2 separate regions of the Capsicum annuum genome follow, and region 1 is linked to region 2. The links are chromatin contacts, called in public Hi-C maps. All regions are on one chromosome and are shown on one strand. The core of a region is the stretch at or near the end of the contact, and the rest is flanking DNA. Distances in the headings are between cores, read along the strand shown.

What was found. Hi-C and Micro-C count contacts between places; a contact is called where the count stands out from the background.
Region 1: a contact with region 2 is called in a Hi-C map of placenta, with 2.4 times the contacts expected there. The contact joins the enhancer-like site here to the promoter of LOC107859510 in region 2. A contact is called at or near these places in 2 of 5 Hi-C or Micro-C datasets (leaf and placenta).

Annotation. Positions count from the first base shown.
Region 1 is chr2:132,684,566-132,688,564 of UCD10Xv1.1, reverse strand. No RefSeq gene overlaps it. Among protein-coding and RNA genes, the nearest start is that of LOC107859513, 10 kb to the left of the region's middle. Within about 2 kb of position 1,769, at least 2 of the 5 cell types and tissues checked have an H3K27ac peak or open chromatin away from gene starts, as enhancers often do. A contact at or near this core is called in leaf, where this site is marked.
Region 2 is chr2:132,642,083-132,646,069 of UCD10Xv1.1, reverse strand. LOC107859510 (U-box domain-containing protein 8) reads left to right here and starts at 1,821. Exons shown (of 1, transcript XM_016704549.2): 1 at 1,821-3,305. The coding sequence starts at 1,972. The coding sequence ends at 3,084.

The DNA.
Region 1 (3,999 bases), core at 520-3,019, 43 kb before region 2:
ACCGATCACTTTCATCCAAAGTTTCATTCAAATCGGGTATTGAGAATTGTGTTGGCATGCTACTCGGCATGATGTATTGGGGAGCATTCATGTCAAAAAAAGTATTCAAATGAACATTTGCAGATGTTCCAGCATTGTGCATCCATCCAAGTTGAGATGATTGACCATAATTATAGTCATTTACAAATAAATCAACATTATTCGTGTCACGCAGAGTTAACCCCCTAAATAAAATATAACATATGACATAAGAAATATACAAAAAATTATTAAAAATATAAAATATTAATAATAACACAAATTAAGAAAAATTACCGATCACTTTCATCCAAAGTTTCATTCAAATCAGGTATTGAGAATTGTGTTGGCATGCTACTCGGCATGATGTATTGGGGAGCATTCATGTCAAAAAAAGTATTATACTGAGTTAAATAAGCATTGACATCACTTGTTGGATCATCAAATTGTGTATGCACATTTGTCTGTATCGGAGAATGCACAAGATGATTTTTACTCTCCTTCTTAACATAAACTTGAAGAATGTTCAGTTTTATTTGACTAGCATAGTCACAAGGAGCCCTCAGAAATTCAGTCAACGACTCATCATCACTAATAATCCATTCTCCATAATTTATCATTCCTTGAGATGAGAAGGAATTTGGATATTGTCCGACTATAAATAAATCAAAATTATTATTTTTTATTTTCATTCTTCTAAAAATTGATTCTACAAATTCTCTATAACCAATTGAAATTGGATACTTCGCGTTGGACTTGGGGGACATACTATAATATATTGTATTTCCCTCGTGAATAATTTCGCCATCCCAAAAAAGTGCAACTTTAACACGTTCAGAATTCATTCTCTAAAATTTGATAAACTTTTGAAAAGATAAATTGAGGTTGAAGATGATTGAAAACAAAAAGAATTGAAGTTGAAGAAGAAGAAGAAGAAGAATTTGAAAATCGTATACAAAAAATGAATGTATACGCCTGTTTAAATAGAAGAATTTAAAAAGCATATAACTCAATTTTTTTGTGAGTTATGATAAAATAGATGCATAACTCACAAAAAAAGTGAGTTATGTTAAATAAAATTTTGAAAATGTTTTTCATTGTTTAAATAACTCAAAATTTATCTGAGTTATGTTAAAATAAAAGGCATAACTCACCATTTTTGTGAGTTATGTTATAATAAAATGCATAACTCACAAAAATCGCGAGTTACGTTAAAAAATAGGAATACATAACTCACAAAAAATTAAATGCATAACTCACAATTTTTGCGAGTTATGTTATAATAAAATGCATAACTCACAAAAATCATGAGTTATGTTAAAAAATAAGAATACATAACTCACAAAAATTGTGAGTTATGTTAAATAAAATGCATAACTCACAATTTTTGTGAGTTATATAAGAATGAATAACTCACAAAAATTGTGAGTTATGCACTTTTCAAAAAAATTTAACATCGTGAGCTGGGTTTCGTTAAAATTTTTTTACATAATTCACCTTTTTTATGAGTTAAGCAGACTTTGATATTTTTTTAAATATATGACATAGTTTAAAGTTTTTTTTAGTTTGATGACATATTTTGATTTCAAGTTCTCGTGACCCGAAGAGAAAAGTAAAAGGATAAAAGGATATATACATCAGATTTATTTGTACGAGATTCTTCAAATTACAGATGAATATTAGCTGAAACGTGTAAGGATATTCTTAGGTGGAGCATTTCTATTGGACATAGTACTTTAGGGCTCAAAATGAAGCATATACCTTTTAAAATAAAAAAAAAAGATTCCATCCAACTCTATTGAGAGTGGATGCCTTTGATTACGATCAAAAGATTAGAAAAAGAAGGAAGGCCTCTCTGCACCTACTAAGAATAGGGGACACACGCCATTCTATGGTAAAGTAGGATCTCTAATTAGCTCACATACAGAAACTTTAGGACGTATAATAGGATTTCTAATTAACTCATAAAAATTTTAGGAGGTATAAGACCTCAAGGGACACCAAAAGTATAAAAGCTATACATGTCTCTTTCCATAGAAAAAGAATTCATTTTTATAATCATTCTACGGAATGAAAGGCCCATTCTATTCATATTAACCTCTCCTCTGGCTTCTCTCGTCAAATTGTGATGGTGAGTGATCCATATAATATTATCACATTGCAAGCCTCAATTTGCCAGGCAGTAAGTTACTTTATCATATTGAAGCTTACCTATTGACTAACGGAGTACCTTTGTTACCTATAAATAGTAGTGTTCACATACTTGTAAGGAAATTTTATGATTCTGAACAATACCAAGAATTTATATACTGGTGCTCCAAGTTTTCTTTATTTTACTAAGTCTTGACTTTCAAACAATCTTTCACATAAATCATCTCCAGATCTAAATGAAATATCAAGCAACTAAGCTCTTCTGTTCCATTAATTTATTTTTACTTCATTAATGTTCTTAGTTATATTTGAAAGCATATTTAAACTGCTAATATTTAATCGTCGAGTTAAATAGATACACGTGTTCTTGACCTTATAACAAATTCACTTGTACCATTTTTCCGATAAAAAAAACCGACCCTGAGAATTGTTATAAGCAGTGAAAGATCAGGACGATATGCTAGTCAAAGAAGAAAGAATTCTTATATTTTCTCGTCCTATTTTGCATTTTTCTGGATACCATATCCTTTAACCATACTCTCACGAGGATGTGTAGGAGATATAATCAAGTAAATAAACATATGTTATCTCTAGCAATTAGCTATTAAATTAGAAGGTTACATACTTCAACATGATTCTTCAGGGAAATTCCTTTTATACTCGTTCCGGAAAACAAATGTTTCTTCAACTATATGAAAAGATCAGATGCCTACACTGCTAAGCTGTGGGTAATCTCAAGGTTTGTTATATTAGTATAATTTAGTGCATTCAATCATAGAAGATAGAATTAGTGACAACTTGATACATCTATGTATCATCAGTCATCAGCTGACTAACGACCATCAAGTGTTGTAATAGTCACCTCATTGATCGAAGATGTTGTTATTTCAATAGTACCCGAGTCTGTGGTAGGGGTAAGTAGTGGCTGCTTCGGGGAGGGAATCATTGCTTCATTGCTTAGCAATTAGCATGAACAAAATTGATGACATAGTTGGTCTTTCTGCTGCATTGACTTGCAAACACAACAGTCCTACTTGAATACAGCGTAATGCTATCTCTCTGGGACAAGAATAGACTATTGATGGATATACCATGTCTGCATTTTATAACTTTACTAGTGTCAAATTTGGAGGGGAATCACCATTATAATAGATTTTGTTTTTTTCACTAATGACCACCAATAATATGATGCAAAGCTAAGGACGTCGGATTTTAATGAGAAGAGACTAGCTAGAGCATATTCAGGTGACATGTAGGCACTGCAAATAAAAGGTAGTCATATTATGAATACCCCAAGTATTGGTAAATGGGAATTAGGATATAATGGAAAAAGCCCTTTCAGTATTTGCTTGCTTACTATGTTCCAACAACTCAGAGAGTTTTAGCTTTATTTTGATTTCCACTAAATATCCTAGCTGTATCAAAATCTGATATCTTGGGGTCCATATCTTCATCTAAAAGAATGTTGCTAGCTTTCACTCTTATTCTTGAGTTCTGATGAAGATAGAGAAATACTATTCCAATGATAATTTCATGCCGCTATTCTAATCAAGCAACAGCCTCTGCTCTCGTCTAAGTAGTTTGATTATCATATTTAACCAATAAGCACACATTTGACTAGAGAAAGGGTTAGCACAAAAATCTGAAAATAAGTGATCATACCAAATATGAAATTAATATATATATATATTCGTAGATCAGCATTTTCTCTTCATTTTTTATGCAGCAGACAAGGAACCTAACAAGATTTCTGTGTTGGAGTTTTGCAATGATGATCGGTTTTGAACTCACTTATACCTTGCCTTGATTAATACATAGCCTTTTCACAGC
Region 2 (3,987 bases), core at 572-3,071:
CGGGGGGAGGTGGAGCATTTATTTATTAAAAAAAAAATTTAAGTTAATTAGTTAAAAATAGATTTTTTTAATTATAATTTATTTAAAATTATTATTTTATACAAAAAGTGCCACATGTTATTTTTTAATTGGTTGTATGTCATGTCAGCAGAGTTAATTTTAGCTGACTGTAAAAAAAGTGTCAAAATAATACAGTTAATAGCTGGTTGAGGTGCCTAAAATGAACATCGTCCACTTGAGGTGTCTAAGTGAAAGATGGTGTCAAGTTTAGGGGGCTATCAATGGATTTGGCCTTTTAAATATTTATTTGATCATAAAATCTTATCAGAATTTTATAATATGTTTTTTAAATATTTTTAATCTAAAAGACTTTAATAAATTTATTTTTATGTGCCTACGCTGTTCGGTTTGACCATAAATTTAAAAAATTATTTTTAACTATTTGTTTGATCATAATATTTGCTCAAATTTTAAAAATATGGTCTTTAAATATTTTAAATTTTAAAAATTTGCTCAAATTTAACACGTTTCTTTTTTATTTGCTAGGTTTAACTATAAATTTTAAAAAATATTTTAAATATTTATTTGACCTTAAAATTTGCTCATATTTTTAAATTATGATTTAAAACTATTTTTAAATCATAATTATCATTTAAGAATTAAAAATATTTAAAAATATCATAAATTTTAAAACTATATGATATTTTAAATATTTTTAATTTTTAAAAATATTTTTAAATCATATTTTAAGAACCTGATCAACTTTACGATATTTTTAAATCATAATTATGATTTAAAACTATTTTTAAATCATATTTTTAGAATAAGCTTAGAAAATTCTTTTTCAAATAATTATTTGATCATAAAGTTGATCAGATTTTAAAAATATAATTTTTAAGTATTTTTAAGTTTTCAAAAATTAGATCATCACAATTTTTGGGATTTTCATCATAAATAAAGTAACATACATATTCAAAATATTTAAATTTCTAAGTATCAGCTATAAAATTTATGAGCAAACAGAGGTTTATGTGAGTTGACTTGTAACAGTAGCAGTAGGGTAAATCAATAAATTTACATAATTTTCACAACGGTTACACTTTCTCGTGACGACAGAGCCATATAATAAATCAGGGGACCGTTGAGGTACTACCTTTACTAAGTTTTACTTCCAAAAATACCCCTTTTTGATCAAACTGTAGGTTTTCGTAATTTGGTAAATTTAAGTTAAGGAAAAGATTTAGGAACTTAAATTAAGGATATGAACTAAGATTCAATTTCCCTTTTTTAGGGAAAAAGTGACCGACAAATCCATTTGAATCATTTTAGCTGAGAAATAGCATACTTGTCATTATCCACCAAATCACTATTTTCACTTTCCTAGTGTTTTCCAATTATTCAACAAGTTATATTAATAATAATAAAAAAAATTGTATAATCCAATAACATTTTTGACTTTTAAAAGTAAACTTAGATTATGATTTTTTAAACGTAAAATTAAATATTTACTTGCATTTTCGTATTTTAATCAAACACTACGTAAATATTTAGAAGCTATATTGACTTAAAATAAGTTAATTTAAATAAATTATAAACATATCCATAACTTCTTTTTACCTTCTTGAGGTAGAAAAAGTTGTTTTTAATAAATGATCGACTTGTACTAAAATGATCTAGAAAAAGACATATTATTATTATTATTATTATTATATCACATGAATTAGAGTATTACTAATGTCATTTTCAAGGAGAATAATGTAATTTCACATGGCAATGCATGTCACAAGGCAAGCTCCTCCACCTCAAATTTGCACCACCTCACATAGTGTACACTATTTCCTTTGACCTAAACCTCATAAACCCTCTCTTACCTCCACACACACATTACTATATATTTATAGGCTAAATAGATACGTATAGAGAGAGAAAGAGAGAGAGAGAGAGAATCTAGTGTAGAGAGATAAAACAGAAATGGCAAGTCCGAGCCAGTTCCCGGATGACTTTCGGTGCCCGATTTCCCTTGAAATTATGTCCGACCCGGTTATTCTCTCGTCGGGTCATACCTTTGACCGTTCATCAATCCAACGGTGGCTTGACTCCGGTCACCGGACTTGCCCGATTACAAAGCTGCCCATATCCGACCCGGTTTCTCTAATCCCTAATCATGCACTTCGTAGTCTCATTTCCAATTATACCCTCGTCTCTTTCCCTAAACCACTATCTTACCCTGAACCGAAGTCCCTTATTCAAACCCTTATTGCTGCTTCTTCGCCGTTGGATTCTAAGCTCAACTCGCTTGACAAACTCAGTAAGCTTTCCAAGCGTGACTCAGCGATCCGACGGAAGCTCACTGAGTCCGGGGCTGTTTCTGCTGTGCTGAATTGTGTTGATTTCGATGATGATTCGGGTGGTTTTCAGGAGAAAGCGCTTCATTTGTTGTTGAATTTGAGCTTGGATGATGACAACAAAGTGGGTTTGGTAGCTGAAGGGGTTGTGGGGAAAGTGGTTGCAACGTTACGGAGAGGTACCGGAGACTCGAGGGCGGTGGCCGCCACGGTTTTGACGAGTTTAGCGGTGGTGGAAGTGAATAAGGCAACAATTGGGGCATACCCAGATGCGATTCTTGGGTTAATTTCACTTCTTTGGGGTGGAAATGGTAGAGAGAGAAAGGAAGCTGCTACTGCTCTCTACACTCTCTCTTCTTTCCCGGACAATCGGGTTCGGGCCGTGGAGAATCGGGCTGTTCCAATACTGATTCAGAATGCTAATTCGGGCCTGGGAAGAGCCGTTGAGGTATTGGGATTGTTAGCAAAATGTAAAGAAGGTCGTCAAGAGATGATCAAATTTGGTGGACTATTGGAAATATTGATAAAATTCTTGAAAAATGGGTCATCCAGAGCTGTGCAATATGCTCTATTGACTATCAGTTTGTTGTGTAATTACAGTGAAAGGATGCGTGTTTTGGTCGTAAGAGAAGGGGTGTTTGAGATTTGTGTTGGCTTATTAGAAGATGATAATGAGAAAGTGAGAAGGAATGCTAATAGCTTGATTCAAGTTTTGCAAGGAAAAAGATTAAGTCTCTGATTGATTAGGAAACTAAAAAAAATGTGAATTTGGAAAGTGTTGATTTTGATGGATTATGAAGAAGGTGAGTTGGGTGTCCTCAAAATAATTTTTGTTTTTCTTGCATTTGTACAAAAACTGTAGAATTGTAGGGGGAAAATGTGCATCTCTATTTCGTTATTTTGGTTTATATTTTTAAAATAAAGATGACAAAAGAAAAAAAAAAACAATGGTTCTCTCAATGTCTTTCTCTTTGTGATTTTTAATATTCTTGTTGCATATGTTGATGTAAAATTAAAAATCCAATCTTTTCCAGTCAGTAGTAAGAATGATCAATGAGAGCCCTTCATAAGTCATGACAGTATACAGATACTATAGTGTCCAATGTTAGTGCAGGTAAAGAGAAAGTAATTAAATGATTGATGTTGAGAAAGGGTGATGAATGAAGAAAAGAAAGATTCGTTCTACTGGCTATTTTTATCCACAACAGTATGTGCACATTGGTACACTTGCTTAAAATTATTTCACTTACTGTACTTTTTGTGGCACATCTCTTGTTTTTCAATTGTTGTATTTCAAACGTCTATTGATCTTGATTTGGAGATTTCCACATCACATATTAAAATCTGCCTCATACCTCCATGAGGTGGAATTTCACTTATGTATGTTACTGTATATTAAAATCTGTCTGACCTCTCCTCCTATACCATTTTTCATGATTGCATTTGGTATCATCTTAGTGGACTGTAGTGGTCTGCTAATCCTCGTACCCTCCAAATTGTTTAGAAGATTTTTTGATGTTCTGTCGTTATAGGATGACTTGTAATTTTGTCAGTTCTAATTGGGTTGCTGTTTCTTGGGGTAAACAAACTAGTAAAATGTTTCTCCAATTTGTTCTCGCAGCTTCCAAGTAGCTTAAAGGAA